Linked DNA regions of Mus musculus: all the other regions are linked to region 4. A link is a contact called in public Hi-C and Micro-C data. All regions are on one chromosome and are shown on one strand. The core of a region is the stretch at or near the end of the contact, and the rest is flanking DNA. Distances in the headings are between cores, read along the strand shown. Region 1 has its middle 23 kb from the start of Gm826. Region 2 overlaps Gm34805 (a long non-coding RNA gene). Region 3 has its middle 18 kb from the start of Gm34805. Region 4 has its middle 52 kb from the start of 9130015L21Rik. Region 5 overlaps Gm34805 (a long non-coding RNA gene).

What was found. A called contact is a pair of places that touch in the nucleus more often than the background predicts.
Region 1: a contact with region 4 is called in a Hi-C map of bone marrow-derived macrophages, with 25 read pairs. The contact joins two enhancer-like sites. A contact is called at or near these places in 2 of 484 Hi-C or Micro-C datasets (bone marrow-derived macrophages and nephron progenitors) and 2 of 9 other capture datasets (embryonic stem cells and pancreatic islet).
Region 2: a contact with region 4 is called in a Micro-C map of macrophages, with 5 times the contacts expected there. The contact joins two enhancer-like sites. A contact is called at or near these places in 1 of 15 datasets of contacts at CTCF or cohesin (the NIH/3T3 cell line), 8 of 484 Hi-C or Micro-C datasets (bone marrow-derived macrophages, cortical neurons, embryonic fibroblasts and 5 more) and 4 of 115 datasets of contacts at active chromatin or transcription factors (the NIH/3T3 cell line, bone marrow-derived dendritic cells, microglia and 1 more).
Region 3: a Micro-C map of macrophages shows a contact between it and region 4, with 3 times the contacts expected there. The contact joins two enhancer-like sites. A contact is called at or near these places in 8 of 484 Hi-C or Micro-C datasets (Sertoli cells, bone marrow-derived macrophages, embryonic stem cells and 4 more).
Region 5: a Hi-C map of bone marrow-derived macrophages shows a contact between it and region 4, with 37 read pairs. The contact joins two enhancer-like sites. A contact is called at or near these places in 1 of 15 datasets of contacts at CTCF or cohesin (the NIH/3T3 cell line), 9 of 484 Hi-C or Micro-C datasets (the BV-2 cell line, bone marrow-derived macrophages, embryonic fibroblasts and 5 more), 4 of 115 datasets of contacts at active chromatin or transcription factors (the NIH/3T3 cell line, cardiomyocytes, kidney and 1 more) and 1 of 9 other capture datasets (bone marrow-derived macrophages).

The regions. Positions count from the first base shown.
Region 1 is chr2:160,302,861-160,305,606 of GRCm38.p6, reverse strand. It overlaps Gm46773. Among named protein-coding and RNA genes, the nearest start is that of Gm826, 23 kb to the left of the region's middle. Within about 2 kb of position 1,441, at least 6 of the 459 cell types and tissues checked have an H3K27ac peak or open chromatin away from gene starts, as enhancers often do. A contact at or near this core is called in bone marrow-derived macrophages, where this site is marked.
Region 2 is chr2:160,212,894-160,215,593 of GRCm38.p6, reverse strand. Gm34805 (a long non-coding RNA gene) reads left to right here. Exons shown (of 3, transcript XR_375182.4): 3 at 1,142-1,636. Among named protein-coding and RNA genes, the nearest start is that of Gm34805, 36 kb to the left of the region's middle. Within about 2 kb of position 1,388, at least 21 of the 459 cell types and tissues checked have an H3K27ac peak or open chromatin away from gene starts, as enhancers often do. A contact at or near this core is called in bone marrow-derived macrophages, macrophages and microglia, where this site is marked.
Region 3 is chr2:160,266,700-160,269,399 of GRCm38.p6, reverse strand. It overlaps Gm46773. Among named protein-coding and RNA genes, the nearest start is that of Gm34805, 18 kb to the right of the region's middle. Within about 2 kb of position 1,384, at least 18 of the 459 cell types and tissues checked have an H3K27ac peak or open chromatin away from gene starts, as enhancers often do. A contact at or near this core is called in bone marrow-derived macrophages, macrophages and microglia, where this site is marked.
Region 4 is chr2:160,067,521-160,070,282 of GRCm38.p6, reverse strand. No RefSeq gene overlaps it. Among named protein-coding and RNA genes, the nearest start is that of 9130015L21Rik, 52 kb to the right of the region's middle. Within about 2 kb of position 1,327, at least 41 of the 459 cell types and tissues checked have an H3K27ac peak or open chromatin away from gene starts, as enhancers often do. A contact at or near this core is called in the BV-2 cell line, bone marrow-derived macrophages, macrophages and 1 more, where this site is marked.
Region 5 is chr2:160,236,593-160,239,292 of GRCm38.p6, reverse strand. The region is part of intron 1 of Gm34805 (a long non-coding RNA gene); the gene reads left to right. Among named protein-coding and RNA genes, the nearest start is that of Gm34805, 12 kb to the left of the region's middle. Within about 2 kb of position 1,347, at least 28 of the 459 cell types and tissues checked have an H3K27ac peak or open chromatin away from gene starts, as enhancers often do. A contact at or near this core is called in the BV-2 cell line, bone marrow-derived macrophages and microglia, where this site is marked.

The sequences.
Region 1 (2,746 bases), core at 192-2,691, 240 kb before region 4:
ATTAGGCTATTAATATCTAGAATTAGAAAGAACTTCAGAAATTAAACACCAAAAACTTAAAGTGATCCAACCAGTCAGTGGGTTAGTGAACTGAGCAGGTAGCTCTCAAAGGAAGGAATTCAAATGACCAACAAATATTTAAAAATGCTCAACATCTTTAGCCATGAAAAAATTCAAATAAGAACTGCGTTGTGACTCAGTATCACACTTCAGAATGGCAATCTTCAAGAAAAATAATGACAACTAATGCAAGCAAGGATGTGGGTAGAGAGGGACTTTTATGCAGATGAGAATGTCATTGGTATAGCCCCTATGCAAGTTAGCATGGGGCTTCTTACAAAACCAAAAATAGAACCACTATGACCCAGCTGTTTCACCCCTGGCTGTGCACCCAGAGGACTTTTAGTCAATAAAACAGAGATACTTGCTCATCCTTAGCTCTTACTGCGCCATTCAAGTAGATGTAGAGCCATCCCAGAGGTCCACAGATGAACGAATATCAAATATGTGATGTGTATATACAGTGGAATTTTATTTAGTCAGGTATATAGCAGAAATACAGGATTTACACGGTAGTGGGTAGAATTGAAAATGATGGTGAAGTGAGAAGGGCAGAGATAGAAAAACAAATGTATGTTTTCCTTTCAGATACAGAAATGATTCTTTTTTTTTTTTTTTTTTTTTTTTTGAGACAGGGTTTCTCTGTATAGCCCTGGCTGTCCTGGAACTCACTTTGTAGACCAGGGTGGCCTCGAACTCAGAAATCTGCCTGTCTCTGCTTCCCGAGTGCTGGGATTAAAGGCGTGCTTAAAATTATATATATCTGCATTTGTAAGTGTGTGTGTAGATCATGAGAGGGGAAGGGCGAATCTTAAATGCGGGAGGGAAAGAAAAGGTGGTCGAATTTATTTTATAAAGAGGTAGAAGGTAGGTCTGTTAAGATGAGGGTGAAGAACTTGCTGAGGGGAGCATGGCGCAGGGGGACTGGAAGAGGAGTGAGCAAAGACAGGGTGTGATGATACAGAAAATGCCACAATAAAAGCCCACTGTTCTGTACACAAATCCAGAACATCAATAAGAAAAGAATAATTGGCCCAGAGGAGTCTACCTAGGGAATCGTGGAGGAAGGGTGCCTATGGCAAGAAAGGAAAAGCGGATCACTGTCCATATGCTTGTGGTGGTTGGTTCTGACGTCCAGTTGAGTGGATTTAGAATCATCCAGGTGAGACACCACTAGGCTTTCCTATGAGTGTGTTTTCCACAGAGGTTTAACTGAGGAGGGGCAACTCACCCAGGAAGCAGATGTCACCATCCCATGGGCTGGGGCCTCACAGACTGAATAAAAGCAAAATTAGAATGGAGCCAGTCCAGTACCAGCATTGGCTTCTGTCTGCTTCCTGAGTGGGGACATAGTGGGAGCGGCTGCCTCAGGCTCCCACTTCCACATTTCCTGCCGTGATGGATTGCATCATCCCAACCACATAAACCCTTCTTTCCTTAAGTTGTCTTTGTGAGAGATTTTGCTTCAGCAATGAAAAAAAAAATAAATTCAATGCCTACTAGGTGCTGGTCATTTCTGTGGTGCCACCAGGAAAACAAAACCTCAAGATGGACAGACTGGCATACTGTAAGGCAGGTGTATAATCTGTGAAGTGCTCATTCTGAAAGCTTCTCAAAATTTTAGAGATCTGGAACTTTTTATTATAAAAAATTGATTTTACGTGTGTGTGTGTGTGTGTGTGTGTATTAATTTACACATTCAACAGTCTGGAACTTACATTTTTCAAAGTGATTCTGAATTTTATTAGTCAGAACAAGCACTGTTGCCCCTCCAAACTGAAGACTATTGTTACAGTGTATTTTATATGTGTAATAGTTAAGGCAAGATGACATCATGCAATGATTAATATACTGTGCTATGTCATGGAAGATGTTTGAATTTTATGGTAAAGCACCCATGGGAGTAAAGGAAGATGAAACAAAACTTAACTATTTAGAAGGGAATAAGTTCTTTTTCCAATGGATATTGAAATGAAATAAAATTAAAATTCTACCTTCTATCAACTCCCAAATTAAATTATAAATACATTAAATAGTTAATTTTTAAACACACAAGCACTTCTTGCCTTAGGCAGTTATGATATGTAGAAGTTTTACTTAACACAGTATGGTAAAAAGTTAAAATTGTATTAAAACCCCAGAATAATGTATGATAAATATTTAACTGATTTTCAGATGCTGGCAGACATTCTAAGAGCAGTAGGGGAAAAAAAAACCCTAAAGGATAAGAAAAACATATCTGGTACTAAAAAGGGGGAATTTCTATGTCTTCAAAAATGTTACCAGCAACAGTAAAATAGAAATGTCAGAACTGGAAAAATTATAATAAATATGACAGAAGGTTTGTTATCCTGAATAGATACCAGATCTTTTAAGTCAATGATAGAAAAGAAAGCAAAGAGAAGTGGCTTGAGGGCTCTCACATATACATCCAGTTGAAAGGTGAGGGCAGTAAGTTCATCTAAATGTCACGCCTCATTACTGAAATCTTTACATCAATAACAAAAGGTACGATTTTGTTTTTATGTTTACAAAGTTTAAAAAGTGCCAACCAGGGGGCTGGAGAGAAGGCTCAGTGGTTAGGAGCACTGGATGCTCTTTCAGAGGTCCTGAGTTCAATTCCCAGGTGGCTCACAACCATCTGTAATGGGATCTGATGCCCTCTTCTGGTGTGTACTCATACATA
Region 2 (2,700 bases), core at 139-2,638, 150 kb before region 4:
GAGACATGCATTGGTCATATCATCAGATAGATTATAGAAAATTACTAAGAGTTAGGGGTCAACGCTGCAATGGATAGTCCCACAGCTGTGAGTATATGCACAGAATTGGACATGGTGAATACTAATATATACAATACATATAATAAAACAAGAGGACATGAACTTGGGAAGGCGGGGGGGTGGGGGGGAAGGAGGAATGGATCTGGGAGGAGTTTGGAGAGGAGTGAGAATAAATATGACCAAACTGCATTGAATGTCCTTATGAAATTCTCAAAGATTAATAAAAATATTATATTAAAAATAAAATTAAGAAGGGGCTCGGGGTGCTTGAAAGCTTAAAAATTGGGACTTTTAATGAGCTGGGAAGGTCACAGAAGGCCATCCTGGGGACGGAAGAGACCTAAGAGCTGAAGGATGAGCAGGGGTTAACTAGGTAAAGGAAATGTGTGCTAGGTAGCTGGCACAGCCCATGCAGTGGGTCAGCGTGTGAGAGTGAGGAGGAATGTAGGGTGGCTGGAATGGAGCTACCGCTGAGAGGCAGAGGCGAGCACACCAGGCTAAGGCCTTCGCCTGGGGTATAGGATGGACCTATAGATGCGATACATCACGTGGATGCTAAAGAGGGTTCAGATAATCAAAGGGCTATTCCAAAGGCAGTGTACAACAATGCTCAGAGCAAGGAGAGGGGGTGATGATGGGCTTCATGAGAGCCTTTCACCTAAGTCCAGAGAGGAAGACCGGAGGATGACTAATCCCTACTCACCCCTGTTCTAATGTTATTTCCTCAGGGAACCCTTCTCTGACCCCCAAGTTGGACTAATACCCCAGCAGTAGCTTCCCCACCCTCCACTTCCTTTTTCGCAACACAGCACTATTCCTGCCTTGTCTTACTTCATGTCTCTTCCCCTTGCTGGGTGGGTGACCCCCATGAGGACAAACGCTCCTCTTTTGGCCCATGACCGGGCATGTAGTTGTCAAATGAGATGCAAGCTGAAGGAGCAATGCAAGATGCAGTGAGCAGGCCCTGAGTGAGCTGGCACTGGGGGGGCATCTTTCACCCCAGATTCTTTCCCTTCTTGTGCCCACTCAAGCCTTACCCTCACTCTCTTGCTCACTTCTCCTTTTTGTTTTCTTGCCCTAGAGCTGAACTCTTCCAGACTCCTTGCTTGACGGCCTCTCCTCTGAAAGAACTGATGGACAGATGAGGCTGGCTCTGAGCTCAGAATTCCAGGCACAGATTTCCCTAGAAAGGCTTGTGATGTACACGTTTGCTGTACAGATGTGCTGCTGTGATTCAAGAGGCAAAAAGACTCAGTCACGATTGAGCATTACAGAGATGATGAAGCGCTCCATGAGAGGCCACCATGTCACCTTCTCAGAGTGACTCATCCTATAACTAGGCTCACTTCTGATTGTCTCAGGGGGGAACACTTTTTAGTGAGCCCTGTCGTCACTGGGTTGGTGAAATCGCTGGCAATATTTTCTGAAAATTACATTTAAGCCGTAGAATTTCAAGTTGGCATTGATGGGAACTGACATTTACTCTAGGAATATTCCTGAATCTTTATATCAGGGTCCTATCAGTCTAAAACCTTTCCTGTAAATAAAACTTTATTTAAATATAAATGTCACACTTTGATTATGAGAGCCCTTGCTGACTTTCTTGCTATTGTAGATGGCAGAGTTGAACAGCAGTGATTGAACTGATATGACCTTCAAAGCCCAAGATATTTATTATATAACTCCCTAGAAGTAAGGATTCCTAGTGTCCCCTTTATATTCACAATAGGTATACAAATGGGTGAAAAAAATTATCTCCCTTTTACAGATAATTAAACAGGGGTTCAGGGAGAAGTAATTTTCTTGCAGCGTCATAGATAAACTAAAAAACAAAGCATATATCTACAAAACTTTTGATCTTGCATATGAGCTCCTGAAAGCATCACTGTCTGCCTGATCTCCAGACTGGATCCAACAGAGGAAGCAGAAGGCTCTGGCAGTATCTCCTTCTGAGGCAATCGCTCTTGATTGTCATTGCATGAAGATGTTGGGCAGGTATCAGAAAACAACCATCATTGTTTGCTCTACTCCCCAGTCTTGGAGCAGGGCTTGAAAGGGACATACAAGGTCCCATGACTGTCAGCTGGTAGAATTCACACAGGGCTGAGAACACTCGAAGAGAGTTCACCGTATGCATGGCCAGTGGCACTTGGTTCCCTACCATAGGATACTCCACTCTGTATTTGTCCTTCCTCACACATAGTAGCTGAGGTTCAAGAATAAGCATCTCAAAGAGAGGATATACATCTTGATTTTAAGACCCGGGACTTTCAAACTTGCACAAAGCTACTTCTGCTTCGTGTAAAAGAAGTCATAAAGCTGTTGAGATTCAGGGAAGGAGCAGCAATTATATGTTGCAGTGTAAAAAATATCAAAGACTCTAGGGCCATGAGTTTAGAAATCCACAGTCACTATTCACCATCATCTCAGGGGTCCCTTGAACCAACATTCTGATCAGAATCTCTGATAATTTACTGGTCAAGCTAGCAGCCACTAGAAGAATGGAAATGATGATCAATACCAGACAATGAATGCAAACAGGAATCCCATCCAATCCAAGTGTTTAACCACTCTGGCCCTGGGGCACTGATTAGTGCCTTTCAGATAACCTGAGTCAGCCTGAAAGGCTAATTAGGATCC
Region 3 (2,700 bases), core at 135-2,634, 200 kb before region 4:
CGGAATGGTTTGGTTTTTAAATATATATTTGAAGAAAAATGCCACTGAACATACAACATAAAGAGGCATCCAGTGTCCCCAGTAAAAGGGAAACATTGAAAAGACTTTCATGTAAAGTGTACTCTAGCAACATTTTAACTTTAGGGATTATTATTTGCTTTTTATGTGTAGTGCTGAGGTTTGAACCTTGGAGCCCATTCTTGCCAGGCAAGTGCTGTATCCCCGAGCTGCCCCCCACCCCCTGCCCTGGGATGTAAAGTGAACAAACAAACAAACAAACAAACAGTTCTTAGTTTACTATTCTAGTTTATTTTGACACAAGTTCTTGCTAAGCCACCAAGGCTGGCTTCGTCTGTTTTTATATTGTGGCTATCTAGGAGGGACCACAAGAGACTCCCTTTAAAGAGATTAACTTTGAGTGGAATTCGATGAGCTTCCTACAGACAGTTCCCTTGCCCTCCTAAATGGAAGAGCCTTCTGCAGGGTTCTGGAGGGGATCCAAGAACTTGGAAGCCTTCTTGGTAAGAGTAAGGAGCAGGCATTCTTGGAGATCCCAGGATGGACCCTAAAGAAGAGGACAGAATGATATGAAGAATATGAGAAAGGGGAGCCTTGTAGCAAAGTGCCCACAGGTCTTTACCGAGGAAACTTGGACCTGGAACTCAGTAATCAGGTGGGGACTGTATGATCTGTTAAGACCACACCCCTGAGTACTGTAGCCACAGCTTTCCATAGTGAATCTTCTGTAACTCCAGAGGACCCAGAAATAAATTTCCCTATTCACACACACTCCTAAATAGAGGACATCTCACTTAATTCAGGAAAACAGAGACAAAGTGGATAGCACAGACTATGAATCAAGTGCTGGGGATGGTAGGGCAGGGGGGAGGGGGGTTCTCACCGCGTTCTTACAGGTACAAGCATTGCCCCAGGCCACTGTGAGACAAGCCAGACAAGAAGAGGCCTCTAGACCTGAGCTATGTGTTCCTCCCCTACTGGGTGTTCCTGTGGTGTCTGCAGCATGCCTCTTTCTTGGCAGAGCCTCTCTTGATGGTCCTTGCAAGGTTGTCTTAGAGAGTAGGGGCCCAGGCTTCCTGGGTCATGCCTGGCCCCACACTTGTCCACTTGGTGCGTCCTTTAAGGAAGTCTCACAGATCCTTGGTTAGAAACCAAGAGTGAGGGAGTCTTCCTCTTTCGAGATAACCATCTCTTTTCGTCCGAAGACCCAGTCGACCGGGAAAGACGGTGACAGAAAGGGCCTTGACATGCCACGTTCATGTTCTGTTCTTGCTTTTTTTAAAAAAGAAAAAGACTGCTTTCCCATGGTGAGGGGAGAAGTCAGACTTTCCTGTTCCTCTTGGGCCAGGCATGAAGCAATTTTCAGTTCTGATGTTGACACCAGGTCAAAGACTCAGACTGTCTCCCTGGGCAAGGCTCCTTGGACTTCTGAGCTCTGACCTTTTGAACAAGTGCGTGACCAGTGGACCGCAGTAGCAAGAAGTATGCATGGTCTTAGTGGGTGGGGAACAGGTGAAGGATTGGAAGCAAGAGCTGAGACCCCGGAGTTATCTGCATGGGTTTGACCATAAGCTGCATTCTCCAAATGCTGGATAAGTTACTTGATAAAGACCCTTGAGTCTTTATATCCATCAGGAAAGTGGGGGATAAAGGATGGGAGAGGCCAAGAAAACCTATGTGGAGAGGTGAGTGTCAGGCACAGAGCATGGAAAGAACTCCATAGGTATTACTCCTTCTAGGGCTTATTAAAGGTTGTGGCTCAATTTTGTCTTTCTGTAGCAGGGAGTGCTAGGCAAGTTCTCTGCCACTGGGCTGCAGTCTCTTCTCTTTCCCCTTTTTATTCTCAGGCAAGGTCTTCATAAGTGACTCGGGCTAGCCTCAGCTCACTGTGTAGTATAAGTGGGCTTGCCAAGTCTTTGCTCAGCCTCCTGCATAGCTGTGATTGACACCTGCACCACTGGGCTTAGCTTGAATCTTGCCTTGAAGCAGCCACCCGCATACTCAGTGCGCATGAGGCAGGATGCTGCAGCTGGGGAGGAGGGCTGCAGGTTCGAGTCTTAGCTCCACCAGGGAGCAGACGACAGAATGAGCTCTGAAGAGTTTAAAAGTTCTTCTTGGATCTTGGTTTCCTGTCTCATCCTTTCCTTGCAAAATGTGGAACAGGAACAAATTATGGGAGGAATGATTTATTAGGGGCTTGTGTTTTCCAATGGGGCCATCAGGGCAGAGGAGCGCGTTATTAACTAATGTCCTTGCTGCAACACAATGATAAAAGCAGCTTGAGGAGGGAAGGGTTTGTTCTGCTGATAGTTCCAGGGTGTCCTTCATCGTGGAGGAAAAGTCGTGGTATAGGAGATTGACGTCCCTAGCCCAATAACATCTGCAGTCATGGAGCAGGGAGGGACCCTGCCTCCTAGAGTGGCAGGGCTCGTATGTAAGGCGGGTCTTTTCTCTTTCCTTTTCCTAATCTAGAAAACCTCTCAGACACATCTGGAATGTTCCATGGTGCTTCCAAACCCCACCACACTGATAGTGAAGATGGACCAGTACAGAAGGCATGACCCAGTCAGAGTGATCAGGGAAAGTAGTAGTCGTGGTTCACAGTCTGGAAGAAGTAGCCAAGATGCTAAGACCAGGGGCCAGGCTGTAACCGTCAAAGTGGCTGACCCCTTGTATACTACT
Region 4 (2,762 bases), core at 78-2,577:
CAAGATGGCTTCGGTTCTGCATGATCCCCAAAGGTAACTTTGACCTTTCTTGAAGAGAATGGCAGATCTCCCTGGTCTCCAATTATTTCAATAACAGCAAACTCAAAATCTATGTTGTTTTTGGATGTAGAAAAAAGCCTCCTTTGAATAAAAGCCTAAGATGTATTGATTAGCCCTTTGTGTTTGGGGTGCTTGTATCTAGTTCTTTATATGACCAGGTCTGGGTAGGTAGGGTAGGGTAGGGAATAAATAACAAAGGAAATATTATTTGAGTTAAACTGCACAGAATCAGACCTTTAACTATGAAATCATTTGCAGTAAACCAGTGAAGGGAAATGGAGAAGGACAAGAAAGTGGGGGGAAAGCCAAGCAAAGAAAGGGTGCAGGCAAGGTCTGGCAGAGGGTAAATTCATATCAATCTATTTTTTAAGAATCATGTTAACTAAAATATTTTATACAACACATTTTAATTATATTCTTTTCCCTTCCCCAATCCTTCTCATAGGCTCTCTCTTCCCTGTCCACCCCAACATCATGTTCTCTCTCTTTCTCTTTACATGAACTAACAATTGTTGTGTTTGATTGGTCTCTCTTGATGGCTTGGTTCTTTCTGAAGGGAAATGGACGAGGAGTAGATCTGGGGGCAAGGGGAGGTAGGAGGCAGAGCTGAGAGGAGTAGAGGGAGGGGAACTGTAGTTGGAATGTATCCTTTGGGGAGAAGAGTCTGTTTTTAATTCATTAAAAGATACACACACACACACACACACACACACACACACACACACACAGTCCCTGAACAAACAAATAAACAAACAAAACAAACTAAAAAAAAAAACCCAAAAGAAGCAGAAAAAGCAACCTACTAAACCACCTCTACCTCCAACCGTATCAGTAAAAGAAACCCATGGAGTCCATCTTGTGTTGGCCAACTGCTCCTGAGTGTAAGGCCTGGTGAAATGGGATGGAGACAGAAGCACACAGGTGTCCTGGCTCAGTGCAGGTAAGTGCCTGAACTTTACCTGACTGTCAGTTGTTAAAGGTTTCTAGGGTATCACAATTTCTCAGGAAATTTTAGCTCTTTCATGCATGTCAAAGAACATACAACCTAAGGTAAAAGGCATCTATAGAGGTCTGAATTGACCACCAAAGTGGTGCTCCCAAGAGGGATTAGTCATGCAATAGGCACAAGTTAAATGAGCAGACATCCACGTCCTACACATTTATCTAACTCCAAGTGCAATCATACCTCTCCTCACTGTGGGAAACCACTGCTTTAAGTGTTGCAACGGGCTGAGGATTCTATCACTGCAGGCAGCAAGTCGGGACCAAGGAAACAGGAAGCCCAGCTCTCTAAGGAGGAAGAAAGATCAGTGCCTTCTGAAGATCAGGGAACTGTGCAGTCAAATTCAGTTGAATCCTTAGTTTGGCCCTGGGATTCTGTGACTTGGAGAATCTGCTCTGCCTTTTGATGGAATCTTCATCGCTATGAATGGTGCAACTTCATCCACAGAGTTCTAGACAATACCTGTGTGCTTTGCCAGCCACGTCTCCAGATTCTTGGGAACATAGAGAAGAAAAAATGGGATGAGTAGAATTCTCATATCCGTGGAGCTCAGGAGATGCGACGTCAGCACCACATACTGTGATGGCAGAACTTTGCTCTCTTCTCAGGTGCCAGGCTCCGTTTATTCTCTTCATCTTCAACTGTGAACTCTTCATTAGTATTTGTTTCCATTTTCACGGGACTTAAGGACAGACACCAACACTTCCGACTTAGGACAGAAGTGTTCCTTCACGGCTTCTACCAAATGCTGTTGCAGAAACCCCATCACGATGAAAATGAGGACAACATAACATAGAAAGAATTTTCTATGTATAATAAAGGTATTGGGGAGGCACTAGTTACATGCACAAAGCTAAAAGGCTACTTGAAAATCAAAAGGTAAAATTGAGCAGATTTTTTTCAAATGATGCTAATTACTACTTCAAAGAGCTTTTTGAAATAATTTATTTACATTTTTTTTTTGATGTTTGCCTTGTGTGACTCAAATGTTGAGGAGCACAGGCTGCTGAGATTGGGATAGGTGCCCTCAAGTGTCCCCAGTTCCGTGTTCCTTCACAACATCTTGCTGCATTTCCATAATCTCTCTGACTCACAGCCGCCTGCTCCCTACCATGCGATCATTGTTTTGAACCGCACAGATTTCGACGTCAGAACCAGCCACTTCGTGTTTTTTTTTTCCACCAAACAAAATTAACTGACATGCCAAACCAAAGCAACCACAAGGAAAACTCAGCCGTGTGCTTTTGCTGAACTTGGGTGGAGGCGGCTTCCAGGACTAGGACATCAATTAAAGGGACAAGAGCATCCCATTCTCTATGTGACTGTACCTGTCATAGGGCTTTGCTAGCTGGGGACCACTCGGACTGCCTCTTCTTTCCTCATTGAGAATACTTTTAATCTTATCAGTTCTATGGTCACTCCTGGACTTCATAGTTACCGTTTCTTTTCTCAGTCTTAAAGCTAATTTGGAATTTGCTTCTTAGGACCACAAACTTTCTCAGACATCAACCTTATTTACATCTTTGTCTGTGGAATATTACGTTATTTGTGTGTGAGAGTACTTAAGTATGTTAACTCACCATATAGGCAATCACTTATCAGTTCTTTGAACCTTGGCCGCTTACTTAGCATGGTTACCTTGTCTGAAGAAGGCTGTGCCTTAGTTTTTACAGATGCCCAGCTTCTGGTTGTCTTCTTC
Region 5 (2,700 bases), core at 98-2,597, 170 kb before region 4:
TCTTTGGAAAGACTCACAGGAGATGTGGGAAACTCATCAGATCCCAGTAGGGTCCAGTTTGCCAACTGGAGAGGCAGTAGAGAAGGGCCAGCGCTCTTTTCTCTCCCTGTCCCTCATGTGACTCCCTGCTCACCCTTATGAGTTCCCAGTACCTGGAAAAGTCCAATGATCATGTTGCATTTTTAGTTAAAAGAGTTCCCACTCTGTTCCAAATCTCAGGCAAGAATTAGAAACACTGACCCATTCATGAGAGTATCAGTTGGTACTGTCTGCACAAGTTTGTCTGACTCACACGGCCCTCACAGTCCGTGTTCACTGAAGCAGTAACTTCTTGGGTCTCCAAATCCTTGCCCAAGTCAAAGTTAGGGATTCAGACATGATCAGACCCACAGTGGAGCATGTTTTCATTCCAGCAAGTCCCTGGCAGATGGCTCTCATGTGCCTCAGGAGGATAGGTGGACTGTGTGTGGAAAGCTGAGTCAAGGAGTTTTTTCTTAATTACATTCATTTACTATTTGTTAGTATCATCATCGTCATCATCATCATAGTCATCATAACCATCATTTATTGGGGGACTTGCAACAGCCCATGTATGGAAGTCAGAGCACAAATTTCAAGTATATCTAAGCTCCGCAGAAGGTCCATTCTGCTCCATCACTCAGTTCCTGTGTGGTCCAAATAGTAAAGGCTCAGAGGTCTCCGAGCTCTGAATCCTCCATTCCCTGCCTGCCTCTGATGATATGTGTAAATATAAATGCACAGGCACACACACACACACACACACACACACACACACACACACACACACACACTCCTAATGAGGTTGTGAGTTTGGAGTAAGCCAACCTCTATTGATGCTGATGCACTGCTCACCCCATAATCGTTTGGTAAAACCAAATCAAAAGAAAATGCAAATTCCAGATGTCTTCAAACTCACCACAAACAATAGTAAGGGATAAGGTGGCCAGCACTTCACTTCCTGAAGATGCCAGAACACAGTTCAGTCTGGCTTCTCCCTCTCCCAGACCCCAGGGACATGGAGTGGAGCTGTGGGCTATGGGTCCAGCAACAAGGTTGGGCAACGCAGAAGGATCATTTGAAGATGGTAAGATTAACAAGGTCATGGGCAGAAATCTCAGAGAGCAGGAACTGAGGCGTTAGAGTGCAGAGAAAGTTGAGAGTTATCTTCTGAGAGTTTGCAATGATTCTTAGCTTCTGGGATGAATGTGGTCTGGGACCTGTTCATGCGACTCACAGGCCATGAGGAGAGACAGACAAGGAGACCAGGAAGTACAGATGCACAGAGAGCTTCAAAGGGGGAAGTTCAGCAGAGTCTGGTGCCATCTCTCACAACAATTATGAAGAACTCCCTATTACCAAGCAAAATGCATGTGTGAACTCATCAGGTCCCCAGAGCAAGACACTGAAATAGATATTTTTCAAGAAGCTGTGGCTCTTGGAGGTGAGGTAATGCCTGGTAACCAACTGGTGAAGTTGGGCATAGGACCTGGTAGCTGTGTGGTTCTCAAACACAAAGAACTCTGCTTCAAGCCTTGTCTAGAGATTGGCCAAGCAGCAGCTGCCAGGATCCTCCTATATTCTATTCCCCAAGGGCACACCTCTCTTCTCCTAAGGCAGGAGGTGAGACCCTGAGGCAGCCAACCTTAAAGCAAAGACAGGCATGCAAGAAGGAAGTGAAAGAGGACCATTTCTATCTCCTTCCTTTGGGGGTGACTTTATTGTCTCTTTTAGTGTTGTACAAAGTTGGCATTCATTCAGTCTTCTCGGGCATGTACTTCCTTAAAAGGCTCCTAGTGCCTATGATATTGGGTCTCCTGGAGACGGGGTTTTAGCTTTCCCTTTTCACATAGCATCAGTGGGGGCTTGGGAGATGTCTGGGGTCTATTCTGAAAACTGAGGGATGAAGGAGTATACTCATGTTTTTCAGCTCTCTGAGCTGCTTCTTACATGTCATGGACCAGCTCTCTAATTCAGAAAACTGATGCAAAGGGACCATAACCTTGAGAAGCCTGAATGGGTGAGTCCAACCAAGGAGCCCTCACAATCTCTCTTCCCAGCAAGGTGAAGGTTAAGCAAATTTTCACTGGACAATGCGGAGAAGGGCAAAGACTTATTTTTAGAACCAAATCGGACAACTTCCCGTCTTGGTTGCTTTGAATGTTCAGACACTTCTCCCTCTACTCTTTAAACTTCTGTTTTCCATCTTCAGCTGGAAGTGGTGAGGGCCAAAACTGAAAGCGGTCGCCCTGAGGAGTGAGTACTGACATGTGCTCAATGGAAAGTTTAATCTTAAAGTAAGCAGGGTGAGGCCAAAGTTCAGTCATCTATTGAACAGCAGCCAGTGGTTACTTCTGTTTTGAAATGCTGGGGCTTGGTGAAGAGCAGCTATCTCTGATCTCTCAGGATCACAGACTGATGTGGTGAAGAGCAGCTATCTCTGATCTCCGAGGATCACACAGACCGATGATGGGGAACACGGGCAGTCCAAATATCCCACTGTGCAAACTTAACACAAGGGATAACTGGCTGTCCCATTCACACCGAGATAAAGAACCAATCCTACAGGGAAGGCCAATTACGCCAACTTCATGAACTCGGTGTAAATGCTAATGAGTGTGTAACCTGAACCAATTTGGATGTCCTATGTGATTCAGCCGTGTTTTGGTAACTTTAGCATAA